2 separate regions of the Sus scrofa genome follow, and region 2 is linked to region 1. The links are chromatin contacts, called in public HiChIP or PLAC-seq maps. All regions are on one chromosome and are shown on one strand. The core of a region is the stretch at or near the end of the contact, and the rest is flanking DNA. Distances in the headings are between cores, read along the strand shown.

Region 1 (3,290 bases), core at 458-2,957:
CAAGGTTTAACTCCATGGGGATGGAAATCAGGCACAAATCTATGGCCTGGAGAGTTCCCTTGTGGTACAGAGGGTTTAAGGATTCAGCGTTGTTATTGCAGCAGCTTGGATCACTGCTGTGGCACGAGTTCCATCCCTGGCTGGGAACTTCCACATGCCACAAGCGAGGCAAAAAACAAAAACAAAAACGGGGGTGGGGGCATGCGCTGGGGTCATGGGATGGAAATCCTATAAAATTGGATTGTGACAATCATTATACAACTATAAATGTAATAAATTCATTGAGTAATTAAAAAACGAAAAATAAAAACCTGTGGCCTGAAAGTCTGGGCTTAAGCCTCAGCTCTTCTATTAGCTGTGTGATCTTGGACAGGTGACACACTCTGATCTTATTCATAAAACAAGGATAATGCCAACTTCAGTGAGCTAAATGTTGACTCTAAAAGGTAAATGTGAGGCAGTATAATTAGAAGAGAATAAAGTATTTTTATAAACATTTCATTTGCATCTTGCCAAAAAAAAATACCGAAACCTAGAAAATGCACATTAGTATTTCCATTTGACACAGAACACTGCCATTCAGATACAGTCCTAAAGTCATTTAGCTTAAGCACCTGAACTTGGACTCAACACTTCTTGGGACTTCACATCTCAAGCTCTCCTCATTGCATTAGGTAGGAGCAAGAGACAGCTGAGAACATCTGAGGAGGTTATTCAAAGGACCAGCTCTGGGTTAATTTAGCAATTAACAGGAGAGGTGAACCCTGGGTAGAGCTGAGTGAAAGCCCAGAGACAGGGGAAGGCTTCACTTTCACCTTGGATCTCTGGTATTCTGGCCCCTGGAAGGAGGAAAAAATGCAGTTTTGCCATCTCTGGACCGCCCACCCAGGATCTCCCCTTGACTTCCGATGGAGGTGGGAAGGGAGAAGGGTATTTAAAAGTCCGATGCTTAATGGTGAATCCTGTGTGTGTGTTTTGTCTTTTTAGGGCTGCACCCGCGGCATATGGAGGTTCTCAGGCTAGGGGTCCAATCCGAGCTGTAGCCGCCAGCCTACACAGAGCCACTGCAACGCCGGATCCTTAACCCACTGAGGGAGGCCAGGGATTGAACCCGCATCCTCATGGATGCTAGTGGGGTTCGTTACCGCTGAGCCACAACGAGAATTCCTGTGAATCCCATTAAGGAGGGAGAAAGTCCTGAGAGGCAGACGTATAGTTCCGTTTACTTCTCACTGTTCTAGCCCAGAAAAGCAAACCAGCCACAGCCTAGGGAGCAACGAACCGATAACTCGAACCCGACCACCGCCATTTCCCCAGTTCCCGCAAAAGACTACCAGGCCCATAATGCAACGGGGCGTCGAGCCAATGGGTCGCGTCTCACCGCACAAAAGCAGGGGGATCCATTTCCCGGGGAGCACCGGCGAGGCGCCACCTAGCCCGGAAGACTACAAGGCCCATCAGGCAACCCGCGGGCCTCCGCTTCCGACGACTGGCCTAACTTTGGAAAAACCCAGGGTCCTGCGCGGAGCAAGATGGCTGCGCCGGGAGTGGAGGCGGAGCCGAGGGAGTGCTAGGCCCTACGCCCTTTCGGCCCTTGGAGAGGATCTGACGGGTCCGAAGGAAACTCACGGTCCTAGCCAACAAATGCTTATTGCCTTTTCTTGCCGTGGTCATGGGAATGTCCTGATAGAGTCTTTGATCTGTTAGGCAAACCAGCTTTTCGTAGCCCTGAATTGGAACTTCCCCGAGGACTGCTGAGTAAGCGCCGCCTCTGCGTTCCGACCGAGGCACGAGGCCAGTCAAGCAGGTCCCTGTGTCCCGACAGGTGCGACGCTGAGCACTCCATGCCTGCGGGCGCGGGGAGGCGTGGCCTCCCCCAGGGCCACCACCTCTGCTGGTTGCTCTGCGCTTTCACTTTAAAGCTCTGGTAAGGAGGGGCTGAGGGCAGGGAAAAGGAGGGGATGGCGGTAGCGGGTCGTCCCCGCCCCCTGGGGTGAGGGAGACCGTCCCTGGACCGCGGAGGTGGGTCAGTTCCCAGTTTTCTGGCTACTGACTTTTGCCCCTTTCCCCCCCGTCACCCGCTGCAGCCAAGCAGAAGCTCCCGTGCGCGAGGAGAAACTTTCAGGTGGGTGATGTCTAGGAACCCGACACCCCTATAGTTGTTTTGTTTTGTGTTTATATCTTCCCGTATACCAAGAACACGAGTGGAAAAGGGCGGCACCACGTGAAATGAGGCCATTCAGCGGGGTTAGGAAGTCGATGGGCAGAACTTTGGGGAGAAATACTTCCTGAACGAAGTCTGGGGCTTGCATTTTCTCTCCGTCTTTAGTGAGCACCTCAAATTTGCGGTGCTGGCTGGTGGAAGAGTTTGTGGTGGCAGAAGAGTGTGCTCCATGTTCTAATTTCCAGGCTGTGAGTATCTGTTTTCTCTCCCTCTTTCCTCACATCAAATTAACTAAGTGTGCCTTTGCATTGTCTTGTCTTCTTTTTCCTTGCAGTCTAAGTCCACATCTGAACTTGTCCCCCTCCCCCCGCCCCCCAAAAATGCTCTTTTCAAGTTAATGGCAACATTCAGTTAATAACTGTGTTCGGTTCATTTATACTCCAGTGGGCTCCAGAACTTGCTGTCACCTCTCCTAGAGTCTTGCCCCAAAGTGTTCTTGCTAAAAGATACTCCTGATCATGTAACCACCACCTCATCATCGCCATCAGAAGTCTTCATTAGTTCTCTGTTGCCTGCCAGCTCTGAGCCATAGCACTTGGGCACCTGCCCATTCTGAATGGCAGCCTTCTGCTTCTCCTGCCACCACTTCCTAACATATGCTTTGGTCCTTTCCTCCTGACAGAAAACTACCCCTGAGTGCAGTTCCACAGGGTATGTGGAGAAAATCACATGCAGCTCATCTAAGAGGAATGAGTTCAAGAGGTAAGTGTTTCTTCTCTTCTTGAAACCTCCTAGATCACCTCCTTTGCTCCCTATGACTTTAGGCAGATTGTCCCCCCACTTCCTCTTTGTCTGGAGGTAGCATGGCATATTGGAAAGAGGAGGGGATCTGGAGCCAAATAACTCGAACCCAAGTCCCAGCTCTACTCCTCGGCACGATGTTATTGGCCATATTTCCTCATCAGTAAAACTGGCTCACACAGCTCTGCTTTTCTCACCAGAAAACAAATTAAATATTCAAGTGGGATTAATGTGCTATAAACACATTAGAAGGCTGACTCTGGGAGTTCCCATCGTGGCTCAGGGGAAACGAATCTTACTAGCATCCATGAGGATGTAGGTTCAA
Region 2 (3,629 bases), core at 189-2,688, 530 kb after region 1:
CCTGGGACACCCAGGGACGATGGAACAGAGACCTAGATGTCCCACCCTTCTTGGTTCAGCCCTCTGTTTCCCCATAGTCACCAAACAAAAAGATCTGGGGAAGTGAATCCCCCTTGTCTTAGAGCTGCCTAATCATCAGGGAAATTAACCAACATGTTGCTGAGGCTTTGCACACACTGGCGCTAGGCTGGGTCTATTCCCACGTGCTGTTCATGTGTTTCCCACCAGAGAGCCTTCGGATGAAAAAAACCCCCTCGAGTGTTTTCCTCTGAGTCCATCTGAGGCATGCAGTCTCCTGCCGCCAAGGGTCTTTCTGGGCTGCTTCCAAGCTCAACATTCAGGTCTCAGCTCAAAGGTCACCTCTTTAGAGGGGGCTTTCCTGTCCACCTAACCAGTCACCTCTCCCCCCTCTCCCACATCACCCACATCACCCACAGTGATTTTCTTCTGGGCAGTTATGGGCAGTGGATCTATCTGTGTCCTTGATTGCCCAACCCCGTTGCCGTATGTCTCTTCCATCAGGACAGTGGGTCCTTGTTGGACCCTACATGCCCTGCCTGGGACAGAACCTGGTACACCGCACACACTCAGTCCCTTGGCACCACCTAACATGAACCACCTCAAGTGATGGGCTCCAAGCCCTGCCCCAAGCACAGAGCCTGCTACCTCTGCTACCTCTGGAGGCGGGGGTGAAGGTGCTAGAATGTCTCCTGGACCATTGCGGATGGTGCCCCCATCTTCCATCCTTAGCCCCGCTGGCTGGCAGGCTGGGGCAGGCCCGCCAAGAGTCCAGCCCTACCTTGAGAAAGTTTGGCAGCTCTTTTTTCACCAGCTGTTTGAATTCTTTCTGGTTCAGGGTGTCCCGGTTCCCCAGCCGCACCGAGTACTGGTGGAAGATGTTGATAATGGTTTCTATGCTGCATTCCATCTGCGACATTTGGTCCGCCATCTTCCTGCACTCTGTCTGAGCAATGGAGAAGCAAGGGTTTGCACGTTCAGAAGGAGAGCTTCCCCGACACCTCCTATCACTGCACGCAGGAATGAAGGGGGAAAGAGAATAAAATGAAAGCAGGGGCTGCAACTGAACTGGGAGACGACTCTACTCCACCCAGGGGAGGAATGAAGGGTTTACAGGATGTCTAGAGAATGCCAAAGAGCAGAGCCTTTGAGGACAGGAGGCTGCAGCAGAACGCAATCGAAGAAAGTGGGAAGGAGGCTTTTAGAGTGGGCAGTCAATCAAGGAGGGCTTCCAGGATGGGGGGGGGGGGTGTGAAAGCAAGATGGGTGAAGGGAGCAGAGAGGCAGCAGGCGGGCTCTTGTTCAGCAGGCAGGGTAGCTGGTGGCTCACTTACCCAAGCCCAGGAGCCACACAGAGGGGTTGGACAGCAAGGAGCGGGCCCAGCATTTATAGGGCTCTGGCTGAGACACTCAGCCCTCTCGCGGGAAGATTGCTTCACAGGTGAGCCATGTGGTAACCCCCAGTGGGGCTGTCGCTGCCAGGAAGGGGGCTGGGCCAAGACAGGAAATGTTCACATAAGTCTTTTTGCCTTTTTGTGAAATTCCCAGCCCTGGCCTGGAGCTGGTTTGGGAGGAAGCTGGTTGCTTAGTCCACTTCCCCTCCATCCCACACCCCTGCCCTCTCTGAACAAATCTGCAAGCTGCCTCTCCCCCATGTCCCCTCTGTCCCCCTGCCAACGTTGAGGTTGCACCTTCCCACCTGTGCTAGCCAGGGGCTGGGGGCCGGACCCACTCTGCCTCCCCCTTGGGGGCAGCCCCACATGGGGGCGGGGGGGCGGGAAGGAGGCGCTGGATGGCTGAGCCTTCCTGTTCCCGCCCATCCCTGTGACTAGTGCTCTTAGGAGGGCGGGGGCGTGGGTGGGCGGCTGCCCTCCGTTGTTTGGCTAATGGAGGAAGCACAGCCTGCAGCCTGCAACCATCCCCTGCCCTCCCTCCTGTTAGGAAACCTCTGCGGCTGTAGGCAATCCGGGCAGGTGCCTCCTGTGCGCATCCACAGCGCCCTCTGCTGCCTCTGTCAAGGTGCGTCTCCCTCTGGACCAAGGATCTTAGATCCAGGCTTGCAGGAACAAGGGTCTTGGAGAAAACAAGAGAAGCTGTGTGGCTGGGGAGCACCAACAGTGCCATCAGTGGCGTGACTTGTGGCAACCGACATGCACTCTCAGGGTTGCGGATGTTAGGGAGTGGGCAAGACTGTGGTCGATGGAAGCATCCCCAACCTGAAGAATTAGCCGGTCTATAGCCAGGGGAAGGTAGCCTCGTGGAAAAGCAGAATGGGTGTGAATGGACCTCTGGAAGGTCCAGGAAATCTGAATTTTTATGTGAAAACCTCTGCTTATAAGATTTGTCAACTAATTTTAAAGGCAAAATAAAGACATTAACAAGGAAGTATGGTGTGTGCTGAATGAAGCTGCAGGCTGAAGGCCATAACCTCTGCTCTTGCCTGAAGATCTCGACTTTCAGGTCTGTCTCCTCCGCTCCGCTGAGGCACTTCAGGGCCGTGGCCTGACTCATCGCTGCCGTCCTAGGATGGAGCAAGGGCCCGGCTTGGGAGGTAGTGAATGAACACTTGTTGAATTAATAAATGCAGGAGTGCCTGAATAAACAAGTGAGTGTGAAATACACGTGGGTCTGTTTGTGGCCCTGTGACTTTCTGCAGAAACGCTGGCTGTGACCGTATAACGTTGATCAGGATGAAAATTGATTGGTCGGGGGAGGAGAACAGGGTCGGCCATCGGCAGAGTGAGCAGCTGGACAAACCTTCGAATCAGAAGGCGTCTGCACTTGGGGATTCTGCTTCGGCAGTGCATTCCTTCATGTCCGAAAGCCATGGCGGGCCCCAAGGTCCCAGCTAACCCAGGCCTTGAAGCCAGCGCTGAGCCCTGGAGGTCCTGACCTGGGCAGGCTATTCCTGGCTTGATCAATAGGCACCCAGCCCCCACTCAGTGCCCCCCGCCCCCAGCCCCAAGCAAGGCCAGGGGTTGGAATGAGGGGTAGGTGGGATATGGGTCTTCTCCTTGGGGAAACGCAGTGCCTCCTACTAGGGTATGGATCGGGGCAATTTTCCTGGTTCTGGACAGTGGCTCTGGAGGTTGCCATTGGGAGAAAGGGGCATGGTTTCCTCAGCAGCATTAAAAACACACAGCAAACAAGGAAGCAGGCAGAGGCTCTCCAGCTCCAGGCGGATGGGTGGGCTCCATCCCCCAGCCAGGACCAAGAGTGGGTCTCTGTCTTTCCCCTTCTGTAGCTTCCTGGGTCTGAACCCCTCCCCTGACTCCCTCTCACTGGCTTCATTCATAATTCTTAGGATTTCTGGGAAATTTTACCTTCCCAATCTGCAAATCTGGTGCTCCCTTTTTGGTTCCCTGGTTCTCTTTTTTCCAATCCTTCTCCTCTCCTATCTCTTGTGGAACCTGGTTTTTGTTCTTAGTATGTCCCTGAGGTTCCAGATCCTTCCAGAAATTCCTGGCAAGTATCTCAGCATCTCCCTGTTGGCGTCCGGTGCCCAAAGGAATCCCTCTGAAGTACAGACCTTTCTAGAAAATAAAGGACTTTCACCTACATCACCACGTTGGCATTCTAAGGACTGCCCTTCGGTCCATCTCCCTCACTAG

What was found. HiChIP or PLAC-seq counts read pairs in DNA pulled down with a chosen protein or histone mark.
Region 2: an H3K27ac HiChIP or PLAC-seq map of alveolar macrophages shows a contact between it and region 1. The contact joins the promoter of S100A9 here to the promoter of JTB in region 1. A contact is called at or near these places in 1 of 47 Hi-C or Micro-C datasets (mesenteric adipose tissue) and 1 of 2 datasets of contacts at active chromatin or transcription factors (alveolar macrophages).

Annotation. Positions count from the first base shown.
Region 1 is chr4:95,712,219-95,715,508 of Sscrofa11.1, forward strand. JTB (jumping translocation breakpoint) reads left to right here and starts at 1,708. Exons shown (of 5, transcript NM_001128468.1): 1 at 1,708-1,927; 2 at 2,088-2,125; 3 at 2,330-2,412; 4 at 2,847-2,926. The coding sequence starts at 1,845.
Region 2 is chr4:96,237,496-96,241,124 of Sscrofa11.1, forward strand. S100A9 (S100 calcium binding protein A9) reads right to left here and starts at 1,439. Exons shown (of 3, transcript NM_001177906.1): 1 at 1,353-1,439; 2 at 800-964. The coding sequence starts at 949.